Regions from separate parts of the Mus musculus genome. Here regions 1, 3, 4 and 5 are each linked to region 2. Evidence: chromatin contacts called from public promoter capture Hi-C data. All regions are on one chromosome and are shown on one strand. Each heading gives the region's core, a stretch centred on a gene start, on an enhancer-like site or on the middle of the called end of the contact. The rest is flanking DNA. Distances are from core to core; before and after follow the strand shown.

Region 1 (4,997 bases), core at 1,417-3,916, 690 kb before region 2:
TGGATCAAATTAAGTCATGCTCATTTCTTTACTGAGCCATTAAATAGCCACTAAATAATAAAATACAGTACTACAATTGTCAGGAATGTCTTTGGGATCCATTTACTCTCTGAGCCTCTACGTTTAGCCGAGTATTATACTTAATTTTTCTCTTTGAATTAAAATGACTAGGAAGGAATCCAATTATTATACTTTTTAAAAAATGACAACTTGGAGCAATCTCAAAATTTGATTTGGAATGCCCAGCTTTGGCCCCAGTATAGCCAGTGACTAGTAGGACAACCTAGAGGTCTCTGAGTTCCAGGGCCCTCTCTACCCAGCCCAAGATTCCAGCAAGAGTGGTAGGGAAGGGCGTATGGAAAGCACGCTAGATATCAGGTCCATGTCACAAATCCTCTCTTTAGCTCTCCATACCCAGCTGTTGTACAAGTCTTCTTAAATATTTGTCACATTAACCTCACCCCTTCTCCATCTTATTTGCCTTAGTGGGGCCCTTCAACCTCTCCAGCCCTGATGAAGTTTTTTATGGAGGCCTGCTATTGTTACATTATGGGTATAGTATTGTTACATTATGGGCACGGTATTGTTACATTATGGGCATGATATTGTTACATTATTGCCTTTCTTCTTTGTAGTATTTCCCTTTAATTTTCTTCTCCCAGACTTTCCTATGTGGCAGGGAGTAAGAGAACTTAGTACCTTTCCTCAATATCTTGTAGTAGCTCAACTCCCATCAGTCATTTAACGTGGGACAGAGGCTATTTGCTTTAAGAATCTCATTTGCATTTTTAGGGTCTTGACTTTTGAGTTCACGCAACATGCTTTATCCAAATAAAGTAAACATTTACACATTATAAATTATACACATGAAAATAAACATGCACACTTCTTCTTTGGCTGAGATGTTCCTTTCCATGTTGTCTTCCAGTGAAACTTTTATATAACTTTTAAAAATTTCGTTCCTGTTTTTACTTCAAAAACCACTACTGACACTACAGCGAGGCAGTCATCTTTTGGGTTACCGCTAGGCTCTGTATAAATCTCCATCTCAGCATGTGGTGTCATGTGGAGGGTACCACTGCCAGATAGGAAAACACCATATTCTACTCAATTTGAAATCTGTAGTGCAAGGCTTGATAGTTGCTTCAGAATAGACTCTCAGCAGATATTAGTTGTCTGGATCCGGTGGCAGGAAGGATTCAAGAGTCTGGACAGGACACTTAAGGCTTTGTTGTTCCTAATTACCTGTGTGACTTAGAAGTGTTTGGTGTTTCAGGTTCCTTAATCTGTATTATGAGGAAACAGAACCAGATTTTCTAAAAGGGACTCTGTAGCTTTAACAGCTAACATGACTTTCTATTAGAGGTTATTGCCTTGTCAAAGAATGATTTTTAAAAATAAAACAATTTTGAAAAAGGGAGAGATTTCAAAGAAAAACTTGAATTTCCTCTGTATCTTGGAAAACATACAATGTCACTATGATGGACTAATACTTCTAAAAGTTCACAGTGGAGATGATAGGTAGAACTCAGGGGTAGATCAACTACCTGAAATGTGAGGCCTTGGGTTTGATCCCTCATTCCTCAAAACAAAACCACAAACAACCCGGGACAATGATACAGGTCTGTACTCTGAACGATGAGGCAGGTTGCAAGTTCAAGGTCTACCTGGATTACAGAGTGAGTTCAAGGTTAATATCTGGGTAACCTGTGTAGACTTTGTTTCAAAAACAACAACAACAACAACAAAAACCACTGGAGATAGAGGACAGAGTGAAGGCCTCTCATGTCCAAGGACCTTGGTTCAATTTCCAGTGCTGGACAAAACAGCAAACCTCAACAGTTCACCATGGCCCGAGCTGAATCACATGACTTTAAATGAGTACATGTTCTTTGATCCACTGGGTGGATCCTACTGAGAAGACGCTGTGTTTGAGTCTGACCTAAGTCATCTACGTATGCTTGCAGGTGTAAAACCAACCAACATACAGTTTGCTCTGTGGTTCTGATTCACAATAGTATGGATTCCCCCTACCTCCACTTGAAGTCTATCGAACTTTTGGTATCATGTGTTTTCATGCTCTTTCCAGAAATAACACCATCTTAATTATAGGCAAATCCAAGGCAATCTATTCTAATTAATTTGGCAAAGTATTTCTTTCACATGAACAACTGATGTTTCTCATCCGAGAGGTCACATGCTTGAAGAGTTATTGTTGGAACAGTGTGTGCTCTTAAAGCCTGGGAAAACCACATCCTGTATTTCAAGGATGCGATACCAACTATGAGCCAGGAAAACATCTTTATCAAGTGGGCATTAGGAGATTATCTTTCATTTATCCTTCCGGGGCTTTAGCTAGGATTGCCTTGACATTTTTGCAGTGACATTTTAAAAATGGAGTTGTCAAGTCTACCACAGAGCTGAGGGTTAGGAAACAGAACCTTTAAAAGCTGAGAGTGCTCCCTCAGTCCAGGGAGTCTGGCGCCTCCGAATAAAGAACCCAGCTCTTCTCTATTGTATTGCTTCCTCTTCTGTTGCCCATAGACATCACTTTGTCACCCATCAGAGCTTGGCTCCCCAGCAATTTTGCCAGTCCCTCCAAGCTTCAGCTGTCACTGGCCAATGGGAGAGACGCAAGCCCCGCCTCCTCCTTCCTGGGGCTGTGCCCCGAGCATGCGCAGTGGGCGTGCTTGTGCCGCCGCCCATCAGCTGAGACCGGCTGCGCCAGGCAGTGGGCCCCCGGGTGACAGCGGCTGGAGGTGGCCGAGGAAGCCGGCGAGGTCAGGGTAAGAGGAGACTGCAGAGGCGGGGGAGAGGGGGGCGGGAGGGACACCTCAGAACTGCAGCTCGCTAGTGGTTGCTTTGGGGTGCGCAGAGCGGGGCTCCCCAGGGCGCAGGGCCGGCGCCTCCCTCTCGGGCTCCCACGCCCCGCTCCGGACTCCGGGACGCGACGTGCGAGCACCGGGGCGCGCGGCAATGGAGCCTTGGGGACCGGATACTACCGCCAGATCCTGGCAGGCTACGACCGTGTTCCCATTCTCTGTCAACTTCTCCTCCGAAGAACAGAAAGGGAAACGCGATGGGCCCTGGTCATCTGGCCACAGGTTCGTTCCGCGGCCCAGGGCCTTTGCTTGGCTGTTGGCCTTACTCACACAAGCTAACTTTCTTTGACCTACCTTGTGCTCGTTTCAATTGATTTATGCAAGACACATAACAAGGTAACAAGGTATTTCGAGAATTCGCATATGTGTTTTCTAGGTTAAATTCAGACCAAAAAAAAAAAAAAAGCTTGGACGAGGGTGGGAAGAGGAAGGAAGCTTTACAGTCAAATGCTAATTTTTCCTTATAGCTGTTAAAATTTTGCTTGCATTTTATATGCATATATCAATTTTTGATTGCGTCAGATCTCGTATTTTGTCAGGAATTATTATTTACAAGTTTTCCACAATCAGGAAAATAAAAGGAATTAACTGTGAAACACTGGTTTGGTCCTGTTGGAGGTAGGCATTTCTTTTAGGTGTACTCTGAGCCGCAGTGAACAGAGATTGATAACACTGTTAAATTGTGCCTTGTGGTGCCGATGGGTCTTCGGCTTTGCAAGCTGCTTTCGAAGTTGGCCCCCAGGCTTGTGACTAGTTAAGAACGAGGCTGTAGTTTCCCAGTGTCTGGGGAAGTTAATAGAACACAGTATTAACTCACTGACCTCTGGGTTCTTTTCCTTCAGCTAGCTCACTTCTTATGCTGCTCCTGATTAACAGTCGTTTCTAATTCTGATTATTATCCCAAGTTCATCCATACGCTGCTGGTGGAAAATTATGAATAATTATGTTGAGCTATATGCCACTAAATGGTGTGTGCACAAGGCCCTGGTTCAGTCCCCAGTACTGCAGGGAAATATTACCTCTATGTCTACTAGTACTGCTAGATAAAACTCCCACAGTTAAGTCTGTGTGGATTTTTCTCTGGTTCAGTGTAACTTGAAATATTAATGTGTGAAACTGTGGAGGAAAAAAAATCTTGGTTAATTAAGCTGAAACCAAACAGTGTAGCGTTTGGATTGATGAAGGAGCTGGGCAAAGATGCACTTGTGGACCGAATACTCATATGGAAGATTGAGCACCCTCATGATTGATTGTCTCCTATGATTCCTCTCCTGTTTGTTTTAGGAATTGAAAACAAAGAGTGTGAATGCTCCCATCTTCTAAGTATGATGCATCGCTTGAAGTAGAAGTTACATTGATAGAGACTTCTCATTTCAGACCTGGCATCTTTAGTGTGTGATAACACCTTACTGAGACAAAGAGCTAGTCCTCAAAGGGGCTGGGTGTGTATCATGGAAAGGGCCATCTACAGATAGAAAGGGACACTGAGAAAAGCCCAGGTAGCAATAAGCCTGAAACAGTATTTTAGAAATGTTTATATTTACTCTTAGGCTGGGCATGTGTTCATAGGAAATCGGTACACTTGTTCATTCAGACTTACAACATTTATTCAGGATCTACTTTGTAGCCAAGTACTTAGAGAATAGACTAAGTCCAAGATTTACACTCCCCCACACACCACACATACACACACACACAAACACACACATACACACAGCACACACACACACCATACACACACTCCACACGTACACACCACACCCCACACACACATATACACCACACACGCAATACACTGCACACACATACCACACACACTCACACACCATACACACACATCATACACACCACACACACACACACACACACACACACACACACACACACACACAAAAATTAAAACCTGGGGAACAAAGGAGGAAACTCATATTTTATGCTGGGCTTCATGATTAAGAAAGTGAAACTGACCATTTGATTTGAGCAGGCTAAATTTTAAGCCAGTGTCTGCTCAGAGGAAGTCTTCAAGATTCTACAGTATGTCCATTAGTAACTACAGGGTAGTGTTTTACATTCAAGACTCTGTATCAAAATCCCCTTTGTTCATTTTTAAATTGC
Region 2 (4,950 bases), core at 861-3,360:
TGCTTTTTGAGATCAGCCCAGCCAGCCTTAAACTCAGTATGTAGCTGACCCTACTGCCTCTACCTCCTAAGTATTATAATTACAGGTTTGTACCATGATACCCACTGAAACCTTTAAAGTTTTCACTGAAACTTAAAAGAAAGAAAGAAATGGAACAATTAGAGTCCTTTTCCAGATACGATTTTAAAACAGTGAACTTCCGCCGGGCGTGGTGGCCCATACCTTTAATCCCAGCACTCGGGAGGCAGAGGCAGGCGGATTTCTGAGTTTGAGGCCAGCCTGGTCTACAAAGTGAGTTCCAGGACAGAGAAACCCTGTCTCAAAAAACAAAAAACAAGCAAACAAACAAACAAACAAACAAAAAAGTGAACTTCCTTATAAGGGAGAAGAAGCCAGATAGTGGTAGCACACGCTTAGGAGGCAGAAGCAGGTGGATTTCTGAGTTCGAGGTCAACCTGGTCTATAGAATTCCAGGACAGCCAGGGCTACACAGAGAAACCCTGTCTCGGAACCACCCCCAATCCCTACCCCAAAATAAGGAAGAAGAAAATGTGCTAGAAAGAGTAAATGTCTATATCCTTGGGCCAGAGAGCTACCCTCCTTCAGTTCAGTGTTTACATTATAAACACAAGGACCCAGATCATCAGGGTGGGGCCTGTCCATTTGCACAGCTGCAGAAGGCCCAGGAGCATCCTCAAGGCTCCAGGGCCAGCATAATTATGCTAATCCACAAGCCCCAGGCCCCATTGAAACCCAGTGTCTCTAGAGAAAGAGTAGGAAGTGTCCTGGGGAAAGAAACCTGAGCCTGTGTGCCTGCCCACAGGTGCCTCAGGAAGAAAAAGAAAAGAACAATCTAAAAATACATTTAGGACCCAGATTTAGCTCCCAAGGGGTTTGATTCCTTGAGTGACAAACTAAGACAAAGGTAAGGGCAAGAAAGCCGCAAGGAGGGCTGTGTAAGTCCTGGAAAGATAAACTCTGAGGAGCTACTGAGGATTTGTTGTCCTCACGGGTCATAGCTACAAACTGCTTGACCTTTCTTGGGAAACAGAAAGGAGAGCTGACATATGTTAGCCCGAGGAATCTGAGAGCAGCTGCAGCCAGCCAGATGTGAAAAAAAATACTGCATTTGGTTTTGGCTGGAGGTGCTGGGTGAGTAGTCAGGCAGGAGACATCCAAAAAGAAGTCGGAGATGATGGTGGCTTGGGTTGGGGGAAGGTATCATTTAACATCTCAGGGGAACACACAGATTGCCTAAAGAAAAGATCACTGGGTAAGAAGGATGTAGAGTGAGGTCTTGAGTAACATTCAATGAAGATAAAGATAAGTCCGTCAAAAAGCAAGTATGTCTTGGAAACGAGCGTTTCAAGATTATCCAGGAAGCAGGGGGAGAGAACGTTTTAAAAAAGAAAGAAAAAGATAAAACCCTCAACAACATTCATGTATTGTTAGGGACATTCAGATAGGAAACAGGGGAGGGGGGTGGATTAGTCTCTAAAGGAGCACTTAATTCATATGGGGGGGGGGAACAGAGCAAAGTGAGGAAGGAAGCAAAAGAAGTAATCTCCACATGGTAAATAAACAGAATGAAATGTTGATAAAGATCAACAGATCCTTAAGACGTATGTGTCAAGTGATTTCAGTTGCTAAATTCTTGCTCGTACAGTATTCGTACCAGTCAAAAATTGCTTGCGCTCTAATTATAAACACGTGGAAAACAAAATCAGTCCAGCACGGTCTCAGATTTCTGTCAGAAATGCTGGACACAATAACTTAGCATTCTAACCTAAATTGCAACACAAACAAACCTAATGCTGGACACAATTACTTCACATTCTGACTTAATAGCGACACAAGCAAGCCTAAGTGGGAAGGCAGGCACTTCAATCTGCCACCAAGCTTGTAAGACTAAAATGAACAGTTTTGCTTACCACACAAAGGATCTTGTATTTCTTGAGACTGTCTTTCTTAATGGGCTCCTCTGTGGCTAATGCTAGCCTGGAATCCATTGTTCCCGTAGCTGTGTAAACCTGTCTAGCCAGAAAATAAGGCTCTTTCTTCCCTCTGGGGAGGGAAAAAGGAACTGTCCTGCCTGCCCCAGCTGTGACTGACTTTTAAATCCGGGAGAAAAGCAGAGCTCTGTAGCGATTGGTCAATTGAAGAGGGAAAAGCCTTGTTAACAAACAGCGTTGCCCACAGAATAAAGTCCATTTCTCTCTCGGACATTGTGGACAGCAGTTCTTTACAGCTTTAGAAGTAATAATGCATACTAATCGGGATATGTAGATAGCAAGAATAGAATATTAATCACACTTATAAAAAGCTACTCATTTGTTTTGTTTTTGTCTGTGGAAAGAACTTGTGTCACTTCTTATCTCCTAAGCACCAGGATTACATCATGTGTCCCCCAATTTACAAATTGCTGGGAACTGAATCCATGGCTTCATACCAGCTGAGCTCCACCCCAGCTCGGTTGCTTTCTGGGTTTTGTTTCTGTTTGTGTGTTTGGCAGTATCATATACCATGTTAGTCAGAGTGGTTTTCCAAGCCCTCCTATCTCAATCTTCCAAAGGCTGACAAGAAGCCCTGTACAGGGAGTTTGTACATCCATATAGATGTCATGCTGCAGTTGCAAGCTAGTACATTTATTAAAGGACTGGAGGACTGGAGAGACAGCTCAGCAGTCATGAGCTCTTGCTTGCTTCTGCAGAGAAAGTTCAGATCTCAGCACCTCTGTCAGGCTGCTCAGCAGTTCCAGCTCCGGGGACCCGATTTCCTCCTCTGTCCTCCAAGGCCCCCTGCACTCATACACACACACACACCCCGCCCCCAACATACACACACACACACAATATACATTAAGTAATTAAAACAAAATAAAATGTGTTTGATTATAATAGAAATTCTGAAACTACTATAAAGATTTTTTTAATTATGAGAGGAGTGTATCTTACATTTTAGAATGTCTACAGTTTAAGAATTATTTTAAAGCAAACGACAAAATAGTATGTGTGGTGGTTTGATAGGAAGGGCTCCCATAAGCTTATATATTTGAGTGCTTAGTCACCAGAGAGTGGCGCTATTTCTAGGAATCAGATGGATTAAGAGGTGTAGTCTTGTTGGAAAAAGTGTGTCCCTTGAGGGTGGGATTTGAAGTTTCAAAAGTCCACTGTCTCCTCCCCCTCTTCCCCCACCCCCCTCTCTCTCAGTCTCAGTAGATAGATGGAGAAATAAATAGATAGATAGGTAGGTAGATAGATAGATAGATAGATAGATAGATAGATAGATAGATAGATAGATAGATAGAGGGATGGATAGATATATTCCTACCTATGGATCAGGATGCAAAACTCTCCAAAGCTACTTCTCCAGTACTGTCCAGTACTGTCTTCTCCAGTACTGTGCTCCCAGGCAAGATGATAATAGACTAACCTTCAAAAATATACCTAAGTCCACACTTACATGTTTTCTCTGATAAAAGTTGCCTTGGTCATAGTGTCTCTTCACATTGATAGACTAAGATACTATGTTTTCACTGTTTTTTGCATTATATGGTATTTTGTTAGGGTTCTCTAGAATCACAGAACTTATGGGTAGTCTCTATATAGGAAGGGAATTTGTCTGTAGTCCAACTCCCCAACAATGGTCAGCAGCAGCTATGAATGGAAGTCCAAGGCTCTAACAGCTACTCAGTCCCACAAGGCAAGCAGTCAAAGAAAAGAGTCTTCCTTCTTCCAATGTCCACAAATTGGAATCCAGCAGAAGGTGTGGGGTGTGGACCAGATTAAAGGTGTGTACCACCAAGCCTGGATCTGGGACTTGCTTTATTCCAGATGATCTTGAACTCAGAGCTCTCCCTGCCTTACTCTCCTGGGATTCATAGCCACTATGCCTCAAGATCTCCATGCCAAGTGTTGGGAGCTATTAAGACAACACTATTGTCCTGATCTCTGAATTGGGCCTCCCCCCCCCAGAAGAAAAGGGGGTCAAAAGCAGGCCACCGACACATCGCTCTGAGAACAACCACAGATTGTTCCAGCCCTAAATCAGCGCCGGATGTCCTGACCTCAAGATGTACCCTGATACCTCCAAGTTCCTGCTTGCTTCCCCGTGTAGTCGCCAAAAGAAAAATTTCCGCTGCCCCATCCCTCCTGCTGAGAAGTACTTCCTCTTTTTCTGCTGCCCCATCCCTCCTGCTGAGAAGTACTTCCTCTTTTTCTGCTGCCCCATCCCTCCTGCTGAGAAGTACTTCCTCTTTTTCTGCTGCCCCATCCCTCCTGCTGAGAAGTACTTCCTCTTTTTCTGCTGCCCCATCCCTCCTGCTGAGAAGTACTTCCTCTTTTTCTGCTGCCCCATCCCTCCTGCTGAGGTGCATTTCCGCTGCCCCATTCTTCCTGCTGAGAAGTACTTCCCCTTTTGCTTGTGCATTTAAACCTTGAGCCTTGCTAATACAGTGAGACCTTGATGTTACTCAGACTGCTTCCATGTGTCGTTCATTGCACAAGGTTCTCGCCTCTCTCTACCCCCCATTTGGTTCTTAGGAGAAGGTCCCCTTGAGACCCTCGAATAACTTGACCTGCTGGACGGGTCAGACAAGATCCAGGTCAGAAACTTGTATCTCCCAGCCTCAAGATCACAGGTGAGCCTTCTAATTCTAGATTGTAGTTCATTCCAGATATAGTCAAATTGACAAACAGAAATAGCCACTACTACAGTATTAAGTAGCTTTCCAAGTAGGAAGGAGTTGGACTGGACCAAGTTTTATTAAGTCTCCTTACCCACTGGGCTACTATGAATGCAGATGAGAATGTGCCACAGACTTGCTTCATGATGCTAAGGTTGGATCAAGCAACTGACAGCTGCAGAACTTGAGTCTTTGATGTTTTCTTCCCTTCTCTGTCTCCACCCCTATCACTGGGGCCTCTAATGGCTTCAACATCTATGTAGTCC
Region 3 (4,362 bases), core at 299-2,798, 980 kb before region 2:
CAAGCTGCCTAAAATTCAGCAAGGATGGAGGAGAGGCTGCTGAAGTCTCACTCCAGTGCAGAAGGTGGCAATTGGTTGCTGCTGGGGGAAGAAAGATAAGGTTTTATTTCTGTTTTTCTTTCTTTGGTCAAATTTTATTTTATTTTTATTAAATTTATTTATTCACTTTACATCCCAATGTCAGCCCCCCTTTTTTTCCCAGTACCCCTCATGCAAATCCTCTCTGCATTCTTCCCTCCTTTGAGAAAGGGGAGTTCCCCTCTAGGTATTGCCCACCCCCAGCCCTTACTCTGCCTCCTGCACATCAAGTCTCTGCAGGGCTAGGTGCATCCTCTCTCACTGAGGCCAGATAAGGCAGCCCAGTTAGGGAAACAGGATCCAAAGGCAGGCAGACAAGGCAGGCAGGCAGACAGCTGAGTTAGAGACAGTCCTCTCTTCTGTTGGAGGACCTGCATAATGACCAAGCTACAGATCTGCTACATACGTGCAGGGACCTAGGTAGGTCCAGCTTATGCTTGCTCTTTGGTTGGTGATTCAGTCTCTGGGAGCCCCCAAGGGTCCAGGTTAGTTGACTCTGTTGGTTTTCCTGTGGAGTCCTTGTTCTCTTCAGGTCCCTCAATCCTTCCCACAGCTCTTCCATAAGGCTCCCCAAGCTCCATCTAATGTTTGATATGAGTCTTGCATCTCATTCCATTGGCTGCTGGGTGGAGCCTCTCAGAGGAAAGTTATTCTAGGCTCCTGTCCTAGAGACTCCTTCCCCCTACCATCAACTATGGAAAACCTGGACTCATTTGGACCTGATATATATATATATATATATATATATATATATATATATATATATATATATATATATATAGAGAGAGAGAGAGAGAGAGAGAGAGAGAGAGAGAAGAGGTGTGAGAATGGGGGTTGGATTTGTGTGTTTGACTAAAACACATTATAGACCTGTATGAAATTCTCAAATGAAACAAAGGATGGCTGGAGAAATGGTTTAGTAGTTAGGAACACTTGTTCTTTCAGAAGACCTGGATTTGTTTCTCAGTATCCTTGTCACCACCAATACTCATAACCCCTGAAACTCCAATTCCACGGGGAAATCTGACACCGTCTTCTGACCTTCCTGGATTGACCTGACCAGTCATGGACTTGGTACAGATACACACATAGAGGCAAAATACCCATACAAATAAAACAAAACAAATCTAATTAAAATAAAACCCTCAGGCTTTTCTTAGACTGTTTTGTCCCTATTGCAGCCATAAGTATAAATCCTCAACAAATTGTTGATGTGATAGCTGTCTTCTAGAACACCACAGTATTTACTGTACTAATGGGAATATTGGTGTGCTAGTAAAATACCTTTAATTTAAAAATACACCAATTAAGAACTTGACCAGTACGTTTAGTATGGACTCAACTGGTTGGTTCAGTGATTTCCCTTTTAGAGATGAGTTGGCCTCTGAGCAATGTCAACAATTGCTGCAAACCCATGCTCATGCAATTCTGAACTTCTGCCAATCTTGCATAACCCTGTTCCTCAATGCCGTGTTCCATAATATATTCACAGGCAGCTGGCTGGCATCACGACTTGCGTCTGAATATTTTTTTTTCCCACTGAGATACAGTAGAAGAACCTTCTGATTTTCAGAGATCACTCTATTTTAATTATGGCTTCATTACATTTTCCTCAATGGGCAGTGAGTTTTGTCTTCTTTGCCCAGGCTGTGGGTTCAATGGACACTTTTATTGCTGCTGTGTATGAACATGCTGTTATACTGCCAAACAAAACTGAAAGTCCTGTTTCCACTGAAGAGGCTTTGCTCCTGATAAACAAGAACATAGACATTTTGGAGAGTGCAATCAAGCTGGCAGCCAGACAGGTAACACTCTTTTGTTCATGTCTGAGATGGGATATTGATTGCAGCTGGACAAGAATGTAGATATTTAAAAATGATGAGGAAACTTTTCTTTCCATGTCTGTTTTGAGCAGGGTGCACATATCATTGTGACGCCAGAAGATGGAATCTATGGTTGGATCTTCACCAGGGAGACCATTTACCCCTACCTAGAGGATATACCAGACCCTGAAGTGAACTGGATTCCCTGTAGAGACCCTAGGAGGTAACATCATGCCAAAGAGTAAATGACTCTGTCAACAAAGAGTTAACGATGAGATAGAGCAGTAATGTCACCAGGCTTGACTTGTTATTTTTTTCTGATGATTAGACAGTCTGTGGCACTGGCCTAATGCTTCATAGTGTCTGCTACTCACTGTGCCTTCATGTGGCAAATATCTTTGGCTAAGAATACTTGATTCATTACGACAACAGTTCTCTTTAAAATCTAGCATGTGAACTGTTCCCCACAAGTATGTTTAACTAAGTTTCAGCCAAGTGAGAATGGTACTTCTGGAACTTGAGCTCTCAAGTGCAAGTCAGTGGGTTCGCCCAGGAGCCTTCACAAGAAGAGTGAAATGATTAAGGAGCCTGTGTGCCTTGCCTTTTCCTTTGCCTTTGCCTTTTCCATTTCCTTTTCCTTTTCCTTTTCCTTTTCCTTTTCCTTTTTCTTTTCCAGTCACTGTTTCTAAGGTCCAGAGACACATTAAAACAACTACCTATGACTGTCTGTAAAGACATGGATACAGACAGATGGACAGACAGAGCGATAGAGACAGAGAGACACAGAGACAGAGAGATAAGAGATAGACAGAGACAGAGAAACAGAGACAGGCAGGCAGGGGCGAGAGGGAGAAAGGGAAGAGAGCGAGAAGGGGGTGAGTATCACGGCTGAAGGAAGTCCAACTGGAAACTGTTGAAAAATCTAAGGCCAGCTTTTAGATAATATAAATATACCACCTGAGAGTCTACAGGAAGACACTGGTTAGGCTTGTGAGTGGATCCATAGGGGAGAACACTGGGGAAACTGTGAACGGTTCCCAAGCTAACCCTTCCAGAGCCTGTGTTGCTAACACCGTGCCGTCACCTTGGTTCCACAGTAGTCAGTAAGGTGCATGGGAGTTTCAGGGGGCTTGAACAGGAAGCTTCCTTTCTGAGTCCACATCTTACTACCTCCCAGCTGAGTGGATGGGTACACAGCACAAATGTTTCTCTGTCTATAATATGAGTGCAATGAAATTCCATCCCTACTTTCCTTATAGAATAGACAAGAATGTCAAACAAAATGGTGTGTGTGACCCTTTACCCTGCAGTGTTCTTTTTAACATCTCAGGTCACAACGACTTCTTTTTGGTAGAAGAAAACATGTGTAAACTACTACAAACTTTTTTAATAGAGATTTTAGAAATTATTAATAAGTGTGGTTTGAGCATAACTTCCTTAAAATATATATTTAATTAAGAAATTATGTTTATTAATTTAAATGAAGATGAGATAGATTTGTTGGTGTCCTTACCTTTTAGCATAGTTCACAGGTGATTTTTTTTTAAGTAGGGAAATTTTAAAACTGCTTTCAGTTGCCAACTTTATATCTGCATGCACCCGTTCAGACTCATATCTATTGCCTTCAAGGCAGTGGTTCTCAATCCATGGGTTGTGATCCCTTTGCGTCAAACACTTTAACAAGGGTCATGTAAGACCACTGGAAAACACACGTATTTACATTATGATTTATAACAGCAGCAAAGTTATAGTTAAGAAGTAGCAACAAAAATAATTTTATGGTTGAGGGTCACCACAAGACGAGGAACCGTCTTAAAGGGCCGCAGTGTTAGGAAGGCTGAGAACCACTGCTCCGAGGAAGAGCTTTTAGACATAATTCTGGCCCCCTGAAGCCAGCTGGAAAGAAAATCCAAAGCTTCCATATTTGAGCTCTGCTATTTGAGTCAAGCCTCACCTTGAGACTTCTACCTTTGGGAAAATATTTTCCAAATGTCACATGATCTGTGTGTCCAGGAAGCGCAGGAGAGTGACTCCGTGTCTTCTTCCTGAAAGCTTCTCCCAGCACAGGAGGCAGTCATTACTTGCTGTCATTCTACTGCATGCGTTAACACATACCTCACTCTATGAGGTCACTCGAGCTGACACTCCGAAGAGAAGGTGCCCGTAAATCCGATAGTCATGCTTGCTTGAATTCTGTTAAGTCGGGAAGGCTTAAGTGGCTTATGAAATTCTAACACTGAATTGTTCCAATGATGAACATTCAGCTCTGAAGAACAAAAAGGAGGAAGTCAACTGGGTATCCGAGCTTATGACTGCAATCCTAGCACTCAGGAAAAACGTGGCAGAAATTGGTTCTTGAGCTCAAAGGCAGCCTGGGCTACACACCGAGAGTCTACTTAAAACCAAGCAAAACAACAACCTGGAACTGTTAGGGAGGTGGCTCAATGGATAGGGCACTTGC
Region 4 (4,541 bases), core at 856-3,355, 520 kb after region 2:
GGAATATCACTTGAGCCCAGGAACTCTAGGCAAGTGTGGTTGTCTTAGTCAGGGTTTCTATTCCTGCACAAGCATAATGACCAAGAAGCAAGTTGGGGAGGAAAGGGTTTATTCAGTTTACACTTCCATACTGCTGTTCATCACCAAGGAAGTCAAGACTGGAACTCAAGCAGGTCAGGAAGCAGGAGCTGATGCAGAGGCCATGGAGGGATGTTATTGGCTTGCTCAGCCTGCCTTCTTATAGAACCCAGGACTACCAGCCCAGGGATGACGCCACCCACAATAAGCCCTCCCCCTTGATCACTAATTGAAAAAATGCCTTACAGCTGGGTCTCATGGAGGCATTTCCTCGAGGGAGGCTCCTTTCTCTGTGGTAATTCCAGCTTGAGTCAAGTTGACACACCAAACCAGCCAGTACATGATCAACATGGTGAACATCTGTCTCAAACAAAAATGAAATATGTCTTATTCTTAGTATGGAATCCAAATTACAGATATTTAATTTCAATGTCTTGGAAAGTACTGGATCTTGAAGTTTGGTTTATGGGAGCTGCCTCTGTGGACCAGGTCTTAATTATTTCCCTGAAGGTCTTGGGTTGAAAGGCTTGGTCCCCAGTTAATGATACTGTGGGGAGGTGGGAACTTTTGCATGTGAGACCTAGTTGGAGGAGGTTAGGTCACTGGGTATATGTCAGTGGAAGGTATATTAGGACCTCAGTCTCTCAATTCTTGCTTCTCAGATTCCATGAGGTAGTTTGCTCAATGTGGTCCCTGCCGTGATACCTTGCCACCCATTCAAAGTAAAGGACTGGGTGACCAAGGACAGAAGCCTATGGCGCCATGAGGAAATCTCTTCAAAGTTATCTGTTTCAGGCATTTCCTCATAGCAACAGAAAAGCAACACCAATTATTCCAAGCCTTCTTTATGCTAGAAATGTATGTAATCAGGATTCCAGTATTCATTAAACAGCTTATCAAACTCTCCTTGTGTTCTTAGCGTCTGGGACTGAAGTCAACTAAGTCAACTCAAGTTCCTGACACACAACAAATGCTATTATAGCAATAATTTTATTATTTACAAGGATGATTCTAGCAAGTAATTTATTTCCCCAACTCTTTTCTTTTTGATGTAGGTACCCTTTTCATAGCGAGGAACCAGCTGATAAAACACCTGCATGTGTGCCATTACCTGGGAAGTATCCACACGCAAGGCATTGCTACTGATGGTTAATTTGATCTTGCTAATTTTACAATGTTTAGGAAGGAAATTGGCAGAGGTGAATCATTAAAGATTTTATTAGAGGTGGGAGGAAGCAAATGACTAGAAGAACACAGGGTGGGGTTGAAGATGCTGGAGGCAGTGGGCTGCCACTCTGACAGCTTGACATGCAATGCTCAGAAAAGATGAAATAAGTAGAAGAGATTGAGGTCTAATTGTACTAATGTGTAAAACTTACCACTATCTATCTATCTATCTATATCATTCATATATATAATATATACATATCACGTGTGTGTATTTTTTTATTTTAATTTTTTGTCACTGCCTTATCCCCATTATACTTTGCAAGCTAGGTTCTCAATTCTCTGCCGGGAGATATCCTGACTAGTAAGGCTGAGCATCAAAGCGCCTCTCCTCCACAGGGTTTACCCAATCTCTCCTGCCTCTCCCACAGGAAGAATAAATGGATTCTTTTCAAGCCTATCCTGTGAAAGCACTTCTTTCACTGCAGACTGAGGGGGGACCCGGCTTTCCTTATTCGGTTTCCTGGACCTGCTCTACCGTCTACCACGAAAAAGGCATCCAGTGAAGGTTTGGTTAGTGAAAGCACTCCGAAGAAAGAACTTTTCGAAGTTGAGAGGGCATTTAAGGCCAAGATACTCAGAAAGAACGCCTCGCACACGTGCACTGGCTGTCATTATCTCCAGGGTCGCTCCGAGGGCGAAACGCACCCCTGCGGCGGGGCACTGGGCCCGAGAGCCGCGCGAACCCCTCGGGAAGGCCCCCCTCCCACGCCAGCAGGCGCCGGGGGCGTGGCTTTGGCCGTGGGGCGTGGCCTGCCCGCGGGGGTTTCCGCGCCCGGGGCGTGCCGGGCGGGGGACGAGGGCGGGGCTTCCGCCAGGAGGGGGCGGGGCTTGCGCGGAGAGTTCTCTGACGGCCCCAGTCAGGGAATTTCAATTTGAAACCCAGAGGAGGGTGGAGGCGGCGGGTGCGGAGGGCCGGCGGCGTCCGAGGCTGGAACGGGACGCGTTCCCGGGGCGAGCAAGCTCGAGAGGGGCGGTGTCCGGGTAAGGAGGCGAGCGGGCTGCGGAGTGGCGGGCGGGGTCCTGACACGCTGCAGGCGGGAAGCGGACCCCGGCAGGAAGCCCGGACGGCCATCCCGGGCGGGGGAGGGGGCGGCCGCGGGCCCGTCTCTCTCCTTCCCGGGCGGGGACCGCGGCGGCGTCCCCGGGCTCTCGCGCCCCGGCCCTGCCGAGGCGTGCGGCTCCATCCTGGGTGCCGGGGGCTCGCCGCGCCCTCTCTCCCGAGGGTCGCCAGACGCGGGCCCGCGGCGCGCGTGGGCTCTGCGGGAGTCGGGGAGGGAGCGCGCCCCGCCAGCCACCCAGCCCCACGCGCGCCGCAGGTCGGGCCAACGCGGGCGACCCTCTGTCCCCGCCGCCCACTGTGCGGTCTGGAGCTGAGGACAGACACCCTCGCACGTTTTCTGCGGCGAGCCTTCCAGCTCGGACACCAGGCCATCCGCCCCCGATGGCTTCTTTTTCTCGGCGCTGGCAGCTGAGGGGTGGGAGCAGTTTAGGTGAGCTGCAGGTCAGGGGCTACGAGGAGGAAATAACCGAGTCGGTGGCGTTGAGGTTGGCATCTCGGGATCCCCCATCCTCAACCCCAGACGTCTGCGGTGGACGTTAGTCATTAAATGTCCCCAGACGCCAGCCTCAGGCGGGGCCAAGTTTTATTTATTTATTTGGGGTGAAGTTAGAAGAGCGCCCTCTTCCCCCGGTGTCTTATTTTGGGGAGTGGTCTCCGTGGAGCTTCCTTACAAAATGAGGAAGCCCTTCAGAAAATCTGTCACCTGAACAGCTGTCCCTGATTTTTAAGGTTCCTGGGAGAGTGGTAGGCACGGTGGCATCTAGGGGAGTTGTACTTACATTTCCTCCTTTGGGAATCAAGATTCTCTCTGTTTCTTGAACTTTGTTGCATGTGAAATGTGGGGTGTGCAGGGCAGTATGTTCTTGTTTCTGTGATTAGCTACAAAACAAAACAAAAACGGTCTCAGTTTTCTCCACTCATTTTTCTTCAGTCCTTCCTGTCTGTCTTTCTTCTTTTCTTTTCTTTTCTTCTCTCTCTCTCTCTCTCTCTCTCTCTCTTTCTTTCTTTCTTTCTTTCTTTCTTTCTTTCTTTCTTTCTTTCTTTCTTTCTTTCTTTCTGGGAGTTCATTATCTCTGTATTCTTCATTGCCTTATCACGCTGCATTAGCAACATTTTAGTCTACCCTGTCAGACATTCCCGTGGATTTGAGGAAAACTCGATCCGTTTCTTGGCTGTGGGAGATGAAGTTTAGAAGTTGCAGTGCTTGTACAGGTTTTCCTGTGCTATTCAGTTTGTTTGCAGGCTCCTGCTGTGAGAAATCTGGTTTGTCTTGCAGCCCCTGGTGGGCTGCCTTGCAATGTTATCCTGGATCTTGGTAGGCACCAGCAGCCCCCTCAGGTTGCTAGTTTGACATAACTTTGAGAGAGAGAAAGGCTATGTCACCTGTTAGGGCTAGGGCGATCATTTCAATAATTTGGTTTGAGAGCCACCATCAAACCTCAGAGGTCTTTGTACCCTTTGGAGAGCTGGAGGAGTTGAAGTAGTGGTGTGAAGTTTGCCCAGTTTAATCCTATTCTGTGTTCTCCACTTCTGAGGCAGAATTCCCATTGAAGTCAGCAGTGGTCTTGCTTGCAAACTGCCTATTGAGAACAAGAGGCTGCTCATTAACAGGAGAGGACGGTCCCCTCTCCTTTAAAACAATCCCCTGTAAGAAGGATCTAGTCCTAACAGTTCTTCACTCATTTACCTCTAGTAGAAGTAGGACACTGTGTGCAAGAAAAAAAAAAAGTGTGGCTGGATTGAGCCATCAGCTCTCTTGAAGTCTAATGAGAGGGAGACTGTTAAAAGGAATCCAAAGCTCAGCTGTTATTTAACGCCGTGCAATAGATTTTCAGTGATACGTTTCTGTGTAAGAAATGTAAGCTGCTGTGGGATGTTTTACGGTAACTGATTATGGATCTTTAAAATCCGAATTCTTAGGTCCAATTAGAAAGAAGCCCATTTGGAGCTTTCCAGGAACGGATGCCCACCCCCACCCCAAAATAACTGCAGACAGAAAAATAAGGGACCTCGGAAGTTTGCTATACCTGGAGACACGGCTTTAGGACATTTTGTTTGTGTGCATTTCATGTAACGTGTGAGTCTGGGCGAGAGGGACCGTGTTTAGGTTTGTGAGGACTCAGCTGACCTGAGTTGGTGAGCCTGGCATCTTCTGCTTTTTAATGTAATGTTC
Region 5 (4,673 bases), core at 567-3,066, 610 kb before region 2:
TATAAATTGGTTTTCAGAAAGAATTAAGCTTGATACCTTCTAACAGAGTTTAAAGATATACAGGTTTTGCACAGATACATACATATATACATGCATACACACATATGTACACAAAATATACATACACAAACATACACACACATACAAACCTACATACACAAACATACACACACCACACACACATGCACAGATACATACAAACATACACATATACCCCACACACACAAGCACACATACTACACACACACACACAAACACACACACCACGAACTCTCTCTCTTTCTCTTTCTTTCACACACACACACACACACACACACACACACACACACACACACACACACACACTGTGTTTGTTTGAAGCTTTGTGTCAACTTGACACAAGCTAAAGTCATCTGAGAGGAGGGAACTTACTTCAGTTAAGAAAATGCCTCCATCAGATGGGGCTGTAGGCAAGCCTGGAAGCCATTATCTTAATTAGTTATTAATAAGGGAGGGCCCAACCCGTTGTGGGTGGTGCCATCCCTGGGCTGGTGGTCTTGGGTTCTATAAGAAAGCAGGCCAAGAGGAGCAAGCTAGCAAGCAGCACCCTTCCGTGGCCTCTAATATCAGCTCCTGCATCCAGGTTTCTTTCCTGCTTGACTTTCTGCCCTGACTTTCTACATGATGAACAGCAATAAGTCCAATAAACCCTTTTATTTTTCCAGCTTGCTTTGTCGTGGTTTCGATTGAAGCAATAGAAACCTTAAGCAATAGAAACATGCGTGCGTGCGTGTGCACGCACGCACGCGCACACACACATCCTATACTGACATCTACATACACTTGGATAGAAATAGTACAGAGAGCAACAGTGTGCTTTATCTATATTCTTATCGGTATTTTGGTCTGTCCTCCCGGTATTTGTTATCCTATTTGGTTTTTGTTTTTGTTTTGTTTGTTTTGTTTTGTTTTTTTTTTAAATCAGACAAGAGTTTGCTTCTGAAATATGGTAAAGTGTATATAAACTAATGAGGAATCTAATGTGCCCTCAGTATGAGTACTGAGCATCTGGAATACAGGAGTGCTGTGTTCAAAGACCAACAAGCCAAGCAAGACTTGAGACTAACAAGACCATGGCCAGAACTTAAAAGGATCAGTGGCGGCAGCGGCTGGAGAGTGAGGGATAAAGGGACTCAGAGGAAAGCTGACCTTGACCTAATCCTCTTCTGTATAGGCAGAAATCATTCCTTCACCACCAAACTGAAGAAATCAAAACCCGACGGAAAGCTAAATCAGCAGGAGAACTAAGAATTGCACCCCCCCCCCTCCCCAGCCCTGCCTCCTCCCAGAAGAGGAAAGACTGAAAGAAGGGAGAAGAAGATGAGGGTGTGCCTTCCTTGCTGGATGAGCAGGCATCACTACGAGCTCCAGTGAGGAAAGTCAAAAGTCAAAAGTTTGCCAGGGATGCAAACTGCGCAGTTTCCATCTGGGGGGTGGGGGTGCTTTCCCTTTCTCTCCTCCGCACCCCAGATTTTCCCAGCTGTCTCTTCCCTCCCATGGTCCCGAGAGGGATGCTTTTCTATCCCATCACTTTCCAATTCCTTTCCTAGGTCCCTCCCAGTCTGCACATCGATTCCTTTTTTTCCCTCCTTTCTTCTACCCGGCTGGGTCCCCTTTTCTCCGCCTCTTCCAGGAAGCTCCTTGCCTTCTTGCCCTCTTAACCCAGACTTCAGGGACAAAATAGGATACACGGTGGCAGCAGGTGGATGCCTGGGGAGAGGCTGGGGAGTCTCCTGGTAGGACCCAGAACCAGCGGGGGCGGGGACAGCGGGCGGGCGCGGCCAGCCCCGGGGCGGTCCCAAGTTGGGCTCCCTGGTCTTCGCCCCCCAGTGGCTGCAGCCCAGGTGCGGCGCGGGACAGGAGGATGTGCGGCTGGCCACTGCTTGTGCTGTGGGCGCTGCTCCCCGCGACGGCTGCGGGAAGCCCGGGCCGCTCGTACCCGCACCGCGTGGTCCTCGATCCCGAAGGCAAGTACTGGCTGCACTGGGGCCGGCAGGGCGAGAGGCTGGCCTTCCGTCTGGAGGTACGCACGAACGGCTACGTGGGCTTCGGCTTCTCGCCCACCGGGAGCATGGCCGCGGCAGACATCGTGGTAGGCGGAGTGGCCCACGGGCGGCCCTACCTCCAGGTAAGCTCGGGTCCCTTCGGGGAGCTCCCTGCGCTGGGATCGCCCTAGAAGGGCGATGGGCAGCGCAGTCCACCCAAAGGTGAGGCTGATACGGGCTCCGTGCAGCAGAGTCCATCTCACCTCCTTTGCCACTTTTTGCCCCAGGGTCATCCGAGCCTGCCCTGGGGTCCCTGCCTGTGTCATTTGCAGTCTTCGCCCGGGGAAGTTTACCTCTTCGGGAAGCTCGCATCCTGGTGCCCCACTTCACCGACCATTGTGCACAGACCACACATTCCCCTCCATCCACCCCATCAAAAAAAAAAAAAAAAAAAAAAACCCACAGCTTTTGAGACCTAACTGGTCGGACCTGTGTGCACTTGCCTGTCTAAGGTTGGGAATCGCAGTCTCCAGTGGTTGGCTTTGGGGGCATCCCAGGAGCAGCACCAACATTTACTAGAGCATGCACGAGATGAATGAAGGGCCCTGAAAACTTGCTTAAGGAAGTTTTGTTATTAACAGCTCTCGAGGAAGCCAGGTTTAGCGACCCATGCACAACCTAGAGTCTCCAAGCAGAGCCCTCTATTCAGGGATAGGTTTTCCGCTTTAATAGGCGACAAATTCATCTGATTCGCTCCCTGCCCATTAGCTCTAGGGGAGAGAGTTCTGGTAGATGCTACCTGATCCAGGCATCTTTATGTGTAGGGAAACGAACAGAATTCTGTAGCTCGACTTCCTGGGTACTGAACTTCATATGGGTCATAGTGGATATACACACTTTCTTACGGGCCAACTCCCATGCAAGAATGCAAACCTTAGCTAAGAAGCCTCAGGAAAACTTCTGAGCAGCATAAGAATGCCCCTTGTGAATTTCAGCGTGTATAGCTCAATACTTCCTCCAGTCTTCTAAGATGGAATTTCACAGCATTCTGACTGAGGGGCTATCGTATTATAGCTTCGGTTCTGACGCTGAAATGTTTGGCTGGAAACAAATTGACAGCAATTCGAATTTTCAAGCCACCCTGCCGTGTGTGTTTACTTCTCCCCAAGTCATCACTTCCTTGCTATCCCCTGTAAGCGCTGTGCACCTCTGCTAGAGTGCAGCCTGCTGACCTCCCTTACATGAGCCTTTCTGATGCTGCATCATCTCTGATATGGGATTTGATGGCTGAGAATTTGATCCCAGGCCTCACTAGCCAACTAGCTTACTCTACCAGGATCTGAGTAAGATGCGACCTTATTTTAATACCTATTGCAACCAAAGGGGGGGAAAATAAAGCTGTTTTTGTAGAGTATCATGATCCCAGCACAGCCTATAGAAGTGGGCATGAGGCATCTTGCTGTGTAACAGCGATCTGGTACACTTTAAAATTCAACGTGATACTACTTTTGTCCAAACAGCAGCATTTCTAGAAAGCCCATACAATTAGTTATCAAATGAAAGTCCAAGGGAAGGATCCTGACCCAACTGCTGCTAATGCGCCCATCACAAACATCTTGCTAAACCAAAGAGTATTTGCTTTTTATTTTTGTACGAATCAAGTGTTTTTTCAGATTGATTTAGAAACTCTGAACTCTTCTTAAAGCAGTAGTTATATATTAACGTGAGACGCATTAAGAATGGACAACTGTATGTGCAATGGATGGGAAATCGCCCTTTCTATTTTCCGGTGCTTCAGAAATACACTCTTTGATTTCATATATGAGCTACACAGCTTCTTATTTGCCTGACTTCCTTTACCATTTCATTTAATTAGCGATTCTTCTGATTTTAGGGCACACATTAAGTAGTTAGGTGGCAAGAGAGCCTATTTGAAACCTCTCTAATAAGGTAAAATATTAATAATATCAATAAAAAAGTTCTGATTACAGCTGGCAATCTAAAGTGGGAGATTTTATTTTCTAATCCTTAAAGCCTTTTTTCCTCCCTAGATATTTATTTAAGATTTCTCATACAGTGGTATGATAGGTGTGCCTTAGTTAACTATGCTCAAACCAATGCTTCTTTAATGGGACATATGATTTTATTAGTAGACTTTGTATTTCATGCAATTTTGCTTCCAGTGAGAAGAGACTTTGCATAGAACAGTGACACAAAAAGCATCGGTTCCTTGGGGCGTTAGTGTTAAGTACAGCATGCACCAAGAGCTGGACAACAGTATCAGGCTGTGTGATTTAACCCAAGCTGACATCTCAGTCACTCCCCTTTATAGCTCAGCCCTTTCCATGGAATTTTGAACTTAAATTTTCATGTTTTTAATATTTTGATTTTATTTTTAAAAATTACCTCTAAACACTCCTTTGCAAATGGGTATGACTATGGGTGATTGCTAAGCAAAAAGGAAGAGGATTTTTGGCTCCATGGATGCCACAAAGCCAAATGCCTGGAGAAATCAAGAGGGCAGGCAAAGCGGGGCATGGCCTGAGGAGAAGAGGTGAGATGCAAGAGCAGCTGGAGCGTGTGGGATAGCCAGGCTTTGTCAGTTATGCTTTCAGGGGAGCACAAATTCACCATTGCCAGATATTTTGT

Evidence for each region. Promoter capture Hi-C pulls out the DNA fragments that hold promoters and counts their contacts.
Region 1: a contact with region 2 is called in a promoter capture Hi-C map of liver, with 7 times the contacts expected there. The contact joins the promoter of Stx7 here to the promoter of Enpp3 in region 2. A contact is called at or near these places in 3 of 39 promoter capture datasets (hippocampal neurons and liver).
Region 3: a promoter capture Hi-C map of liver shows a contact between it and region 2, with 2.4 times the contacts expected there. The contact joins the promoter of Vnn3 here to the promoter of Enpp3 in region 2.
Region 4: a contact with region 2 is called in a promoter capture Hi-C map of hippocampal neurons, with 3 times the contacts expected there. The contact joins the promoter of Epb41l2 here to the promoter of Enpp3 in region 2. A contact is called at or near these places in 4 of 39 promoter capture datasets (cranial neural crest, hippocampal neurons, liver and 1 more).
Region 5: a promoter capture Hi-C map of hippocampal neurons shows a contact between it and region 2, with 4 times the contacts expected there. The contact joins the promoter of Moxd1 here to the promoter of Enpp3 in region 2. A contact is called at or near these places in 2 of 39 promoter capture datasets (the 3T3-L1 cell line and hippocampal neurons).

What each region holds. Positions count from the first base shown.
Region 1 is chr10:24,146,623-24,151,619 of GRCm38.p6, forward strand. Stx7 (syntaxin 7) reads left to right here and starts at 2,667. Exons shown (of 10, transcript NM_001358563.1): 1 at 2,667-2,786.
Region 2 is chr10:24,834,085-24,839,034 of GRCm38.p6, forward strand. Enpp3 (ectonucleotide pyrophosphatase/phosphodiesterase 3) reads right to left here and starts at 2,111. Exons shown (of 25, transcript NM_134005.2): 1 at 1,932-2,111. The coding sequence starts at 2,009.
Region 3 is chr10:23,849,914-23,854,275 of GRCm38.p6, forward strand. It overlaps Vnn3 (vanin 3), which reads left to right and starts at 1,549. Exons shown (of 7, transcript NM_011979.2): 1 at 1,549-1,883; 2 at 1,994-2,124. The coding sequence starts at 1,671.
Region 4 is chr10:25,357,693-25,362,233 of GRCm38.p6, forward strand. It overlaps Epb41l2 (erythrocyte membrane protein band 4.1 like 2), which reads left to right and starts at 2,106. Exons shown (of 20, transcript NM_001199265.1): 1 at 2,106-2,289.
Region 5 is chr10:24,221,701-24,226,373 of GRCm38.p6, forward strand. It overlaps Moxd1 (monooxygenase, DBH-like 1), which reads left to right and starts at 1,817. Exons shown (of 12, transcript NM_021509.5): 1 at 1,817-2,167. The coding sequence starts at 1,904.